2 separate regions of the Drosophila melanogaster genome follow, and region 1 is linked to region 2. Evidence: chromatin contacts called from public HiChIP or PLAC-seq data. All regions are on one chromosome and are shown on one strand. Each heading gives the region's core, a stretch centred on a gene start, on an enhancer-like site or on the middle of the called end of the contact. The rest is flanking DNA. Distances are from core to core; before and after follow the strand shown. Region 1 holds the start of CkIIbeta (Casein kinase II beta subunit). Region 2 holds the start of Tango10 (Transport and Golgi organization 10).

Region 1 (6,656 bases), core at 1,444-3,943, 72 kb after region 2:
GCAGAAAGAGCCAGGCAGAAGAAATGGGCTCACACCGATGCCAAAATCAATCACACTTTCTAAGTGGCTCAGACGTCGTCTGAGTCTTGTCTTGTCTTCTCTTCTCTTCTCTGCCCGTCCCCTTTCTTCTCACTCCCCTCTCTTCATCGTCTGCATCTCCGTTGGCGGCGACAATTGCACTTTGATGCAGGTGCAGTTCGACAAATACTGCTACGAATACAAACACCGAAAAGCGAGCCAAAAGTCAGAAAACAATCAGCAATAATAGACAAAAGACACGCACGTAGAGACCCGAAGAAAGAGATGGCGGGAAGACAGTGCCGAAAGAGGGGGTGCAGTGAAAAGGGGATAAGGGGGGGGGGGGGGGCACATGCGGTGCAATGCGCTTTTGAGGCGCATCAATCAGAGGCTGTCTTGCGTCTGCATCTCGTGTCTGCGCGTCGCGACTTGCAAAACAGCGAAAGAGACGGCAACAGCGGTGCAGAGAGAGGGACGGCCATACTGACTTCTCAATGAACTGTCAGTAGTCAATCACGGTGACAGCGCTAACGGCTTTCGTCGTCTGTCGCTTCTTCGACTCTTTCACCAACCGAAGTTTGTTTTGTTTTGTGGTCGCCAGGGCAAACAATGTAAATACACACATGCAGCTAGCTAAGTTGAATTGGGATTATAGCCAAGATGCATTTGTGGTCTTAACGTTTATTGGGCATATTTATTAGCAGCCCTGACCTCTCAAATATCATAATAATGATCGTACACCAGGGTTTTTAAATACCCATTAAAAAGCACGACTGTCTCAAGAGTTATTATAAATATAAGATATGTATGTGAATCTTAACCAGAAACCCTCGCTGTCTAATGTATATATATATAGGTAATAGAAAAAAACTCCTATCATAAAGTATAATAGATCTTTATCATTATAGATTACATTATATATTATATTATACAACATTATAAAGACCTCCTCTAAATTACTTACATATCTAACTTATTATGGAACTAATTTTCCGTTTAGGTGGGAGCCATTAAGAACTTCGATTTGGAGCGCATGATGGGCTGTTGGCACGTGGTTCAGTATTACGCATCCACAGAGGAACTTCCGGAGTACGCGTGCATGCGCAGTCACTTTTCCTTTTCCAAAGAGGATCAGCATGTGAGTGGCAGCAAGGACCTTTATCCCTATTACAAATTATACCTCAATACCTCAATTTAAATTAGATAACGATGAACTTTAGCTACATATTTGCGGAGGATCCGCTGCGCGAGAAGCTCGTGGGCAACATCACCTGGATGATACCCAAATTCCAAGAGCCAGGACATTGGCAGCACACGGAGGACATATGTGAGTGATGGAAATGTTTCTACAATCAAATTCAAAACGAAAATCTATTCAAAATGTAGTTGTGATACGTTTGAAGTAGTTTGGTAATTACTATGCCAAAGAGTAATTCGATCTGCCCGGGTTTAATATATGTTTTAAGCAGTATTTTCGTTTCTATATGTACCTCCTTGCAGATGAGGGCATCTACAACACATACGTTCTGGACACGGACTACGACACCTGGGGCCTGGTGATGCACTGCGCCGAGAAGAAGAAGCAACCACGTTACCTGTCCGCCCTGCTTTTGTCGCGGAAAACATCGTTGGCCGACAACGAGATCAGCTTTCTGCGCGGCAAGTTGCCGCAGGATATCGACACATCCTTTATGTTTAACATCGGGCAGGAATCGTGCGACAATCTAATGGAATCTAGTCGCGACGATCCACTGGCCTATGTTGTGAATGGACGCAAGAGAGCCAAGGAAATCTTCAAAATTATCAATAAGCCTGACGGCAGAGTGCGCGCTAGTAGCGAAGCGAGAAGCTATGAGCAAAGCGAGAAGCTGTGAGCAAAGCGAGTCGATGGCAGAGTAAGAGCTAAGCGAGAAACGAGCTACATTGCTCTCTTTTAGTTATTAATGTGAACGTGATGGATTCGGACGAGGAATTTTTTGCATCAAGCGCAACTATTAACTTTCTGTTAAAACTGTCGTCCACCCTCTTAACTGAAATAGAAATGAAAAAGGCGAATTCAATAATTTATATAAAAGGTTATTTACAGAATGGAACAAGACAAAACAAAATAACGTGTGTTTTGAAAATAAACGGTAATATAGCGCAGAATATAACAAAACAATCGTACGCCCTGAGCGAGTTGAAGCGATAAGGCCTTGCTCTCGCTTTTTCGCTTAAGCTCGCAACTCGCTTCGCTCTCACTCTGACATCTTTCGAGCGATTGCGCTTAAAATGCATGCAGTGGGTTTATCGCTCGTTCTTGTATTATTAGTCTAATCAATCAACTAAGAGAAAATATTATACGAAAACCCGATTTATTTTGTCAATAATACAAATTTAAATAAGCACTTTCAAACATTTCAAACTTTCAACATAGTGTTACCATACAACTAAACGAAATAATACCTTAAAGTAGTTGTAAGAAAATATTGCTAGCTGCAATCGGTAAATTATTTGACAAATGGCAAAACAGCCAACTAAATGCTGGTAATAAACAATATTTTAATATTTGGCTTGATTTGCTTATTTAACAAATAATTCCGCGTTTTGTTTGGTTAATTGCTTTTCCGAACCAGTGTTGCGAAACGCGCAATCCCGATTAGCCGATACATCGCTTAGCGATGACACGGCGCCACATCGATTGGCAATCGCCTGCGGACAGCGCAGGACAGCGGTAATCGATAGTCGAGATTGCATACCTGATATCATCGTCTTCGCTACAATATTTGCCTTTACCGGTTCAGCTGCAGTACAAAAGTCGATCAATTTGAGTAATTATTAACAATTTGGGTGAGTGCTGGCCACTGGAAGATAGCCGCAGCGGGAAAAATACAGAATAGCAAGTTGGTGTGCGTTGGATTGCGCTCATCGGTGTAAAGGCGTGCGTGTGTGCACGTCCCTATGTGCGCTTCGCGGTGTGCGTGTTTGCTTGTGTGCGTGTGGTGGCCCCTGTATATGTGTCTCTTTTTTTCTCAATTTCCAACAGTGTGTGCTTCTTCTTGCTGCTCGGCACATTTTGTATGAGCGCTTGTCAATTGTCACAATACGAGTATAAAAATTTATTTTTATGCCCCCCGACCACACGAATTTCAACGGTGCGATCACCGAAAACTAGTAACATTGTACAAGCAACGCGAATTAAACGGAAAACCGAAAACAAAAACCCCAAAAGGCCAATCCAACCAAAAAAAAAGAGGAGGAAAGAAGAAAAAAGCGGAAAAAGAGAGTGTGGTTTGTGCGAGCAACAAGAAGCGGAACCAAAAGGAAACGTGAAGAAAGCAGGGGGGGTGGGGTAGACAAGAAAGTGCCAAGATTCCGTTCCAAGATATTTTAACAATAAATTTCGCACGCCAGCCCAAATTACGCAAAATAATCCCCTTAATGTATGTAATAGTGCGTGAGCGTTTGTCCCAGTGTGTGTGCCATGATTGCCTGTGTGTGTGAGAGTGCGGTGTGCATGTGTGGTATGCGTGTGCAGGATAATTTGTCAGCAAAAAAAAAACGATGAAAATATGAATTAGCAACTCCATTCGCTTATCTTTGCAGCAAAATGAGCAGCTCCGAGGAAGTCTCCTGGGTCACCTGGTTCTGTGGACTTCGTGGCAATGAGTTCTTCTGCGAGGTGAGATATCATCATCATATCAGCATCAACGACGAATTACCCGCGTTCTTCGCTGTAATCGCGTTATCTAAGCGCGCGCTATAAGTGCAACAATTGCAAAGTGCAGCCCTCAATCTCTGCCTTTGCGCGCGCGTGTGTGTGTGTGTGTGTGCGTGTGTGCCGCAAGGTGGGGCAATACCGAGCCCAACTGTACACACATGTCCAGATAACACACGATATAGTGGATATATGACAGTATATTCCAGTACAGATCCTAATTGCATACGCTTTTGATTCCAGGTGGATGAGGACTACATACAGGATAAATTCAATTTAACTGGTTTAAATGAGCAGGTACCCAACTATCGGCAAGCGTTGGACATGATCTTGGACTTGGAACCGGGTAAGTTTAGAATGGGCTGTTACCCATATCCAAAATTGTAATGTATATAGCTAATGCGCCTTACCATCCACAGAGGACGAGCTCGAGGACAATCCACTGCAGTCCGACATGACCGAGCAGGCCGCCGAGATGCTCTACGGCCTCATACACGCCAGATATATACTAACAAATCGCGGCATCGCTCAAATGATCGAGAAATATCAAACTGGCGATTTCGGACATTGTCCACGTGTCTACTGTGAAAGTCAGCCCATGCTGCCATTGGGTGCGTAACCAGATCCTTGATCAATCGCTCTTACCTATAGCTAACAAACATAGTTGCGAATCTTTCTGCGCGTAATTGATTGTAATCTAAAAAAAAAAAAAAAAAACAACATATCTACGAGGAACCTCGTGCTTTTCTGCCTAGTAATTACATAGCCAGAAACTATCAACGCGATTATTGGCACAACTTCTAATTGAGTTTCCTGAATAGCATATCATTGGGGCTTTCCCATGAAATCTTACACCAAGAAAAAAACAACGCATTCTTAATAGAAATTCTACCTTAATTGTCTGGCTTGGCTTGCCCTAGTTAAAACCTTCGCAACGCTTCCCGATCTCCAATAAATTCTTACCGAAACTTCCCTAAACGTTGTTAACGATCAAATAAAGCAATGCTGAATCAAATGCATGCACAAATGCAAGATAGGGTTTCACTAAACAAGGTCCCTCAATTTCTGTGAAAATTAACTAGGCCAAAGTGGCTAGACGAGCCTTGTAAACATTTCTGCTATTAATGATAAATGATCATGATGGATATCATGTTGAGTTAAATCAGGTTAAATATGTTTGTACCAGATTTCACCGATGAATTCTGACTTTTTCTAGTTGCTAGTTGCTCTGCCAGTGGTCTAATCCTTTGATTATTATCCTCAGGTCTGTCGGACATCCCCGGCGAGGCAATGGTTAAGACCTATTGCCCCAAGTGCATTGACGTGTACACACCAAAATCGTCGCGTCACCACCATACCGATGGCGCCTATTTCGGCACTGGATTTCCACACATGCTCTTCATGGTGCATCCCGAATATCGTCCCAAGCGTCCTACTAATCAGTTTGTTCCAAGGTAAGATTTATACCCATTACTGTATATGCACATTGTTAATATGCTCTTTTGTTTTATGTGCCCGATACGACGTCAACTTGATCATCACATACATAGGCTATATGGATTTAAAATACACAGCTTAGCTTATCAAATTCAGCTGCAGGCAGCAGCCAATTTTAAAATGCCACTACGAGCGGTAAATTTAAAACTTAATAACTAGCTATTAGTATCCTTTCCACCATTTACCCCACTCTCTCATCTTTTTTTGTTGTATTTTATTTTGGAATCTAAAATTCTATATATTGACTAAAAAAAACACAACGCCACCAAGGGATCATTCAACTACTAAGCATATAAATATATTATATCTTTTTTATTTGTTTTCTCTCCCCACACATACAAAACCACCAAACCAACCACCACCACCACCACAAAAAAAAACCAAACCAAATCAAATCAAACATCCATAAAATCCGATCGACAACCTGAACCTGAATATGATTATGAATACAATCATGTCTCTGCCTGTCTGAATAAAACCAAACATAAAACCAAAATATCGATATATTATCGATCGTTCCAATCGATCGATTCTTAAAATTGGGTGTAGAAAAACTAATAAAATAAATACACCACCAACAACAACAAATACTACAACACAAACACATACGCACGAATACAACAACAAACAATCCATTTAACTGCATGTAAACGAAACAAAAACATAAATTGAAATGATAGTTTACAACGGGAAGACCGATAGACAGCAACACACAACAACAACAACAACAACAGCCACACTGAGAGACGGAGAGACAATTGTATTGAGGTTTTTAAACGCTGGGCGCAAAGTTTCATTTATATAAATATAAAAACTAAAAAAACAACACAAAAAACAAAAACCAACTGCGTTTGTATTTCAAAATGAAAAGAAACAGAAACAGAAGAAATTGTATAACAAAACAAAATAGTTAAAAGGACACACAGCAACACGCATATTTATTTAGAGCCCATAAACATTCAAAACATGAGAAACTTCATGCGATGTTGATTTTTATTTAAAACACTGCAACTTCTTATTAATCTAAACTTCATTCAGAAACATGTATTTATGTTAAATTTGAATGTTACCGCTGAGCAGAATATCCTTCGCATTGAAGTTTAAGTTCAAGGACTACAAGCATAACTCTCAAATACACACACACCCACAAACGCCTACACACACACGCTTATATATATATATATTATTTTCTTCAGTCAATTAACCAATTATGTATGTGTTTTTATATGTTCGTTTCCTCACATTTTATGTATGTATGTATGTTTTGTGTAACATTTTAAGACACAGGCAGTGCAACACTTGACCAAAAAAAGATAAAAAGAAGGAAATAAAACAAACAAAAAGGATACTCGAATTAGACAGAAAAAGAGAGTGTGTGAGAGAGAGAGAGAGAGAGAGTTAGAAGTAGAGCGATAGGTAAAAAGAAACTAATTTAAAGTAGAGA
Region 2 (7,506 bases), core at 4,985-7,484:
CGATTGATTACTGTTAATGCTGCTGCTGCTGCGGCCGTGTCTCTGTTGTTTGTTGTATTTACTCAATCCGATAATCGCTCACTATTTGCCAAAAATCTGCTCGCTTCCGCCGCCGTTTGCACAGCACACAAATCGAATTTTTACAGTGCTGTCGTCGGGTTCTTTTTAGTCCGCCATGCACTCACACAGTCAAACTGACAGGCACACGGATGGACACACACACACTTACTCAGCACACTCGCTCTCGCACACCCAAAGAGAGCCAGGCGCTCATACACAGGCAAAAACACGCACACAACACACACACTGACTTAAACACGCACACACTTATATACTGAGGCAACAACAGCAGCAGCAGAAAATTTCTTTTTCATCTAGGTTTTCAAAAAAAATACGAACGCGAGCATTAAATAAACGAATGCTACTATTTTTCGCTGTTGTTGTTGTTTGTGCTTTTTTCGTACCTCTTGTCTTTTTGGCAAACGGTGAGAACAGCTTTTCACTAGCGCACTGCACGCACACAGATGAGTGGGTGAACAACAAATACCTTTTAGTTAGTCGCCGCCAGTCTTCCTTTCCGTCCACATCCAAACAACTACTCCAATGCTTTGCTGTTTTTCTGTGTTGCCTCTGCTTTGCTTTGCTTCGCTTCGCCTCTGTGCTTGTGCTGTGCTGCGTGCTTCGTGCTGTGCCCGTGCTGTGCTGCTTCTTCTTCTTCCTCTGCTGTTTCAGTTTCTGCTTTCTGCCTGCAGGGGCGCCGTTGACAACTGACAAATAAAAAGGGGTTACTCTGTTCTCGAAATGAGCACGCCACCGAAGGCACAACAAAAAATTAAAAAGGATCGGAGCGGAGCGATGCAGCTGTGCGATGTGCTGCTAACTCGTGTGACGGGAATTGGGAATTGGGATTGCGAATGGGAATGGGAGGGAATACGAGAAGCGAATATGGGAATGACGAACGACGACGAACCGGGAACAGGAGTTGTCGTTCTATCTCGCCCGCACTCGGTGCCCGAATGTATCTGTATCTCTCTGGCACCCTCGGCGTTCCATTTCATTTTGCCGGCGACGTCCGTGCTCTCTGCCGCCGCTCTGCCATCGCCTCTGCCGCTGCGTTTATGCGCAGTGCGTCATTACACGAATACCTGTTTAAAGCGGAGGCATAAACGCGGCTTTGTCGATCAACATCCATGTTACCGAAACCCATGTTCGAGTTATAGAAACTTCGAGTAACAAATATCTATATTCTAGCAATGTTTACCCTTATTAGCTTAGTTAGTGCAATTATGTTTCATGTTTTTACAAACAGCAGAATGTTTTTAACAATAGTTATCTCTATATTCAGGTCCTTCAATTAAATCAAAAAGGAATGGGTTTTGTGAGTGGGTTGGGCTCCAGTGAGACTTGTTAATAATTTAAGAATTCGCGATATTCTAGTGTAAACAGCGCGTCACTGCATGTTCGCTGCTTTTGTTGTGCCAGTTGCCAGCGACAGCGGCGTCGTGTCATTATTCATATTCATGAGGGGGTGCGTCAGGTTTGCTGAATTTTACTGACTTGTTTGCGCGAACCGAAATTATTTATGGTTCAGCACGAAGAGCGATAGAAATTCATGCATATGTTGTTGGTTGGTTAAAAAGTTGCCCTTACATGCAGTTAAGTGCATATAATTTGTCTACTTGCGCATTTATTAAAAATGCATACATATTAAATAATGTACTTAATTACTCAGCGGTTTGAGGGTTGGAGCATTTACAGATGACACTGTAGTGATCAAATGGTAGCTATACATGTATAAATATCTAAAATATTACAAAACTATTCCAGCGTTCAAGCATTAACTAATTCGAGAACAGCTGCTGGTTCCATAATCGAGTACACACGTGTGCTACTCAAAGTCTAAGCTGAGAGAGCGGTCGAGCGGCAACTTGATATTTAAAAAACAGAACCCTACTTAACAGTCGACTCAAGTTCGATCCCCCCGCAGGTACGCCCCTCAGTTCACCTATCGCTCGTTTGCCTTTGCCGCCATCATTCGCTGTTGCCGTTTTTACCCTATTCGTCGAGCAACATACATAGCAGCTGCAATTTTGCTGTTTCTGTTTGTGGCTTCCATGTGCCTGCCATTCGTTCATTATACCCTTGTATAGAGCATTATCACTTTTTCAGATAGCGGCAATCCTATCTAATACATTATCAATATGATCAATTATATGGTTTCATATGTACTTCAGTGCGATTGGCTTTCCAATTTGATGATCTACTGAAATAAGCTTTTATCAATTGCTGCAAAATCGATCAAGCGAAATTTAATTTATTAGAAAATATTCCACTATAGAGCATCAAAACGTCGGCTAGACCCAGATAGCTTCCTTTTCTCGCGGCGATATGCGTGCGATATATCGCATCGATACTCGATGCGGATGCCCATCTGTTTTGCGACATTTTCCCGCTTTCCCTGTTGCAAAACCCGTTTTTCGAATTATAAATTCGAGTATTTTTTAAAACTTATAATGATTCATTTTCTAAAATCCCCACTGGAGAGCGACATTCGAATTCGTAGTGGTTGAATTTGTATTCTCTCTTTGCCATGACACAGCTGTATGTATTAATCATTCGGTATACAAGCAACTTTTTCGCACAGGCCCCTTTCCAAATCAACTACGTCTCTGTGTGTGCGACTCGCTCGTTTTTGTATTTTGCCATTCTCGCTGTTCACGCACCAATACACACAAGTGGTTGTTCAAAGTTGCCAGATTAACCTTTTACCGGTGCCAGACTGTTTTAAACTTGAAGAGGATGATGTACTTGTACTTATATATTTTTTGTGACTAAAAATTAAATTCTTAAAAAAAAACGAACATAATTCCATTTCATTGTTATTTATTAATATATAGTTCCCCTTAACAACATGTGTATATTTTTTTAAATCGATGATCAGCTGGCCTTGCCTGTCTATCGATTGCCCTTTTTGGCATCTCTAGTCCTATTCATCGAAATTTTATTTTGTATCCGGACGTGGTCCCCCAACACTTTCAGATCTCTCCAAGCGTTCCGTGCATCATGTTGACCAGGTCCATTTTATCCGTTGCCGTGTGTGGCCTCCTCCTGTCGCCCCTCCTGCCCATCACCCGTGCGTCCCAGGAGGAGGACACCGGCAAACAGGACAAGCAGTTCACCGTGGAACTGGACCCAGAAACCTTCGACACTGCGATTGCCGGCGGCAATGTCTTCGTCAAGTTCTTTGCTCCATGGTGAGTTGCAATTCGATTTGGGTTCCTCAACCCCTCCATTCCGCCCTGCGCTTACAACCTGAACGAAATAAAAAATCGCCGTCCCAAATTGGCCAACTTTTGCCGGCGAATCGCGGCGGTCCACATAGGTCGTCTATTTTATGTGACCAAGCCACGCACACATAATTATCAGTGGGTGTTTTGGTTTTCACTTTCATTCAATTTCTGGCAATTTTCTTGTAATGAAACAGATTAGCCTATGCCTGTTAAAAATCAACAAGTATTTACATAAATGAAATTTAGCTCACCAAAAATGGTCTAAATGGTCTTAAAAAGCGTGAATAAGTATTTATTTAGCAATTTTACAATTGCCAACTTTATTTGTAGTATTAATAATATGAACTGCTAATCCTAAAAAAACAATTATTTCCAATAGAGAAATTCATATTATTGCAAAAATAGCGAAATATGTACCCTCATAAATCCTAAAGAATTGGAATCTGAAAACCAGAACATACATTTTGTTAAAATTTGTATATTTCGGCGTGTTAGAAATTTACCTGACGATCGTGAGTGACATAAATTCGCGACCCCGGCAATTTGGTCAAAAACTAAAGATCCGGAGAATTGAAGATTCGTCATGTCTGTCGAGCAAATCGCACGTTCGCCGATAAGACGATCAAAGGGGCTTTGGTGTCCCCCTTGATTGACAAACTAAATACTCCAGATTTCGGCAACTATTATAGTTTTCATAGCGCCCGGCTCTCACGTCTTATCAAGAAGCCATCGCAATGCCTATGAGCTAATTTGATTAGGTTCAATTATGATGCTAGAAAGTGCCCTGCGATTAGAGGAGGGAGTTTAAGGAAGCTCGAAATGCGATTCGGCGGCTCTAGCAACCAGATGATAAACTCTTTGTTCGGGACAAAGCGCCAAGTCTTATCGCTGTTCATTGTTTTGTGTTCCTTTGTATTTGGACGGGGAAAACAATGTGAGTTTGACCGATTTATCGATTCCTATTTCAAAATCAATTTAATCGCAATAGATTAGGTGTTGAATATGGTTTGTTAGATGTGCGTCATACAGAATTCGTATCCATTTCATATGGCATCTTTTAATCGTAGGTGCGGCCATTGCAAGCGTATTCAGCCGCTGTGGGAACAGCTGGCCGAGATCATGAATGTGGATAACCCCAAGGTGATCATCGCCAAGGTGGACTGCACCAAGCACCAGGGACTCTGCGCCACGCACCAGGTTACCGGCTATCCCACACTGCGCCTCTTTAAGCTGGGCGAAGAGGAATCGGTCAAGTTTAAGGGCACTCGCGACTTGCCCGCCATTACCGATTTCATCAATAAGGAACTGAGCGCACCCGCTGAGGCGGATCTGGGCGAGGTCAAGCGCGAGCAGGTCGAGAACCTTAATATTGGCAAGGTGGTTGACCTTACCGAAGACACCTTTGCCAAGCACGTGTCCACCGGCAATCACTTTGTCAAATTCTTTGCACCCTGGTGCAGTCATTGTCAGGTAAGCCGAATACAATGCCTTCTCGCCTAAAATGCCTAACTGTGGCATCCTTTTCGTACAGCGTTTGGCACCCACGTGGGAGGACCTGGCCAAGGAGCTGATTAAAGAGCCTACCGTAACTATCTCGAAGATCGACTGCACCCAGTTCCGTTCCATCTGCCAGGACTTTGAGGTCAAGGGGTATCCCACTCTTCTCTGGATCGAGGATGGCAAAAAGATTGAAAAGTACTCGGGTGCTCGCGATCTGTCCACGCTGAAAACGTACGTGGAGAAAATGGTGGGCGTGCCACTGGAGAAGACCGCTGGCGAGGCCGGCGATGAGAAGGTGGTTATCGAGGAGGTTGCCGGCGAGGAGGACGCAGCCAAGAAGCTGACTCCACAACAGCTGACTGGCGAGGACGAGTTCGACCAAGCCATTGCCGAGGGCGTTGCCTTCATTAAGTTCTATGCTCCGTGGTGTGGACACTGCCAGAAGCTGCAACCCACCTGGGAGCAGCTGGCCACGGAAACGCACCAGGCTCAGAGTTCCGTGAAAATTGCCAAGGTTGACTGCACGGCGCCGGAGAACAAGCAAGTGTGCATCGACCAGCAGGTGGAGGGCTATCCAACTCTCTTCCTTTACAAGAATGGTCAGCGCCAGAACGAGTACGAAGGCAGCCGCTCACTGCCGGAGCTGCAGGCCTATCTGAAGAAGTTCCTCGGCCACGACGAGCTCTAAAGCATCTGCCGGTTCACAGGGAATCAGCAGTAGTCGAATGATCAAATAATCGCCCGCCAAATTAATTGTAATCGTAATTTTTCTTTCTCCAGCATAAACCTCTGTGAGGAGTCCGCATTTAATCAATATATCCAACAACACCCAAACGACAACGCGCTAGCTGAAATTGATAAATTCAATCTGAGTTCCTTTTACTTTTTTTTCGTTTTTGTCCCTCTTCCTTAGCTGTTTTTGTAGAATTTTTTTTATACTTATTTGTTTAGTGTTTACGTAAATGGGGCACGGGACTGTGTGCGCGATGATAAGCCATTTAGCGAACTTACATTTCAATTTTAAAGTCATTTTGAGTAGCCTACGTTTTAGGAAAATTTGTCAACACAAAGCTAATAAATATCAATTGGAAAACAATAGGCTGCTGTTTAAAGTATTTTATTATTATCTGTACAATATGGTTTATTTGAATAATTGTTTGGGAAAAACCACTATATAATGTTCTGAGAAGAGCTAAAAAACAGATGTTTGTGGGTTTTTCGAATAAATAGGAGTATGCAAATTTTTAAGCTGACTTATTGGCGTTCTTTAAATATTTGTTTAACACACTTTAAAATCCATTTAGATTTTGATGCCACTTAATAGTGGAGCAGACAGGTTTTTTTGATTTGAAATTTTAGCAGCGCGCGCTGTTGTCGATAACAATTTATCGATTACAGATCTAGTCGAGTCATCGAAAACGGGAAGTTTCAAGTATTTTAATTTGGGCTGCCAGATCTACGTAATGGATAAATGTATTTATATGGCACTTAATTAAATGTTGTGTTATTTTTATCTAAAATTGCGGAACCCGGGAAAATACAACTGAAAATGAAATTGCATTTGTCGGATCCACAAGAATACAATTATTACGGATGCGACGAATCCATCCATATATCGCATATGAAGTGCCATCGGTCTGCCCTGCTGTTTGCAATCCATGCCTGGCACACTGCTGCTGCGATATAAATCGTATCGTGTCTGCATCTGTCTGTCGTTGTTTTTGCATTTGAAGTGAGACTTTTTGCCGTGTCTTTGGCTCGTCCTTACGAAGCCGTCCCGTAGGTTGTCCTTGTGCACGTTGTCAGCGCAGAACAAATCCCTAGCCGGGTGCCAGTCTATACCTAATATCCCCGTTTCCCGATGAACGACAACGGTAACGGCGGAGCAGCGCCAGTCTCCGGTGGAGTGTGCGGTGTTGGTGGTGCGCACGGAGCGGCTGGTGGCGCTGATGGTGCTGGTGGTGCTGGCGGTGGCGGCGGATGCGGGGCTGGCGGTGGAGGTGCTGGTGCAGGTCCGGGCGGGGGTCCCGGGGGCGGAGCAGCTGCTGCGGACCTGGCTGGCGAGGCAGCTGGAGGAGCAGCAGGTGGTGATGCAGCCATTAATAACCAAGCTAATGCCAATGGAACCAGCGAGAGCCCAGCGAAAGGACTTAATTCTAGCGAGGATCTGGACGCCAAGCGGCGCAAGTGTCGCGAAACGGAAGAAGGCCAGGATGAAGCCAGCACGGTGGGTACAACGCCAAAAATGTGATCTTATTTGCCAGATTACCAGCCAAGTGTGTTATCAACATTTATTGATTTTGTCCACTATGAGTGGGGACTAGCTCAGACCATAGTATTAAGTCAAGTTGATCCTGGGAGAATGTGCCCTAATCCTGATCAAATCTTACCCATCTAGATGATCGATGCGAATAGTGTGCTCAATAAGATCGCCAACCTGTACGCCGAACAGCTGATGTCGGACATAGTGCTACTGGTGGACGGCAAGGAGTTTCCCGCCCACCGCGTCATCCTCTGTGCCAGCAGCGACGTCTTTCAGGTGATGCTAATGAATCCGGAGTGGAACGAGTGCAGCAAGCACGTGATCGAATTGCACGAGGAAGCCTGCTGTTCGGCGGTGTTTCCGCAGTTCATCAAGTACCTATACGTTGGCCAAATCGAGGTCACGCTGCAGACGGTGATGCCAATGCTGGCGCTGAGCGACAAGTACAATATA

The links. HiChIP or PLAC-seq counts read pairs in DNA pulled down with a chosen protein or histone mark.
Region 1: a POLR2A S2P HiChIP or PLAC-seq map of the Kc167 cell line shows a contact between it and region 2, with 4 times the contacts expected there. The contact joins the promoter of CkIIbeta here to the promoter of Tango10 in region 2. A contact is called at or near these places in 28 of 107 Hi-C or Micro-C datasets (the Kc167 cell line, the OSC cell line, the PNm cell line and 13 more) and 5 of 6 datasets of contacts at active chromatin or transcription factors (the Kc167 cell line and the S2 cell line).

The regions. Positions count from the first base shown.
Region 1 is chrX:11,789,840-11,796,495 of dm6, forward strand. It overlaps CkIIbeta (Casein kinase II beta subunit), which reads left to right and starts at 2,694. Exons shown (of 7, transcript NM_206692.3): 1 at 2,694-2,847; 2 at 3,604-3,679; 3 at 3,959-4,061; 4 at 4,135-4,326; 5 at 4,980-5,169; 6 at 5,266-5,347. The coding sequence starts at 3,608. Karl (karl,) reads left to right here. Exons shown (of 5, transcript NM_001298208.1): 3 at 1,019-1,156; 4 at 1,222-1,345; 5 at 1,519-2,414. The coding sequence ends at 1,892. It also overlaps asRNA:CR44962.
Region 2 is chrX:11,714,011-11,721,516 of dm6, forward strand. It overlaps Tango10 (Transport and Golgi organization 10), which reads left to right and starts at 6,235. Exons shown (of 4, transcript NM_167302.3): 1 at 6,235-7,017; 2 at 7,189-7,506. The coding sequence starts at 6,652. It overlaps prtp (pretaporter), which reads left to right and starts at 2,746. Exons shown (of 4, transcript NM_001201655.2): 1 at 2,746-2,804; 2 at 3,040-3,254; 3 at 4,358-4,760; 4 at 4,822-5,884. The coding sequence starts at 3,064. The coding sequence ends at 5,478. It overlaps Amun (amun,), which reads right to left and starts at 1,020. Exons shown (of 4, transcript NM_167299.2): 1 at 548-1,020. It overlaps lncRNA:CR45618 (long non-coding RNA:CR45618), which reads right to left and starts at 2,710. Exons shown (of 1, transcript NR_123873.1): 1 at 2,053-2,710.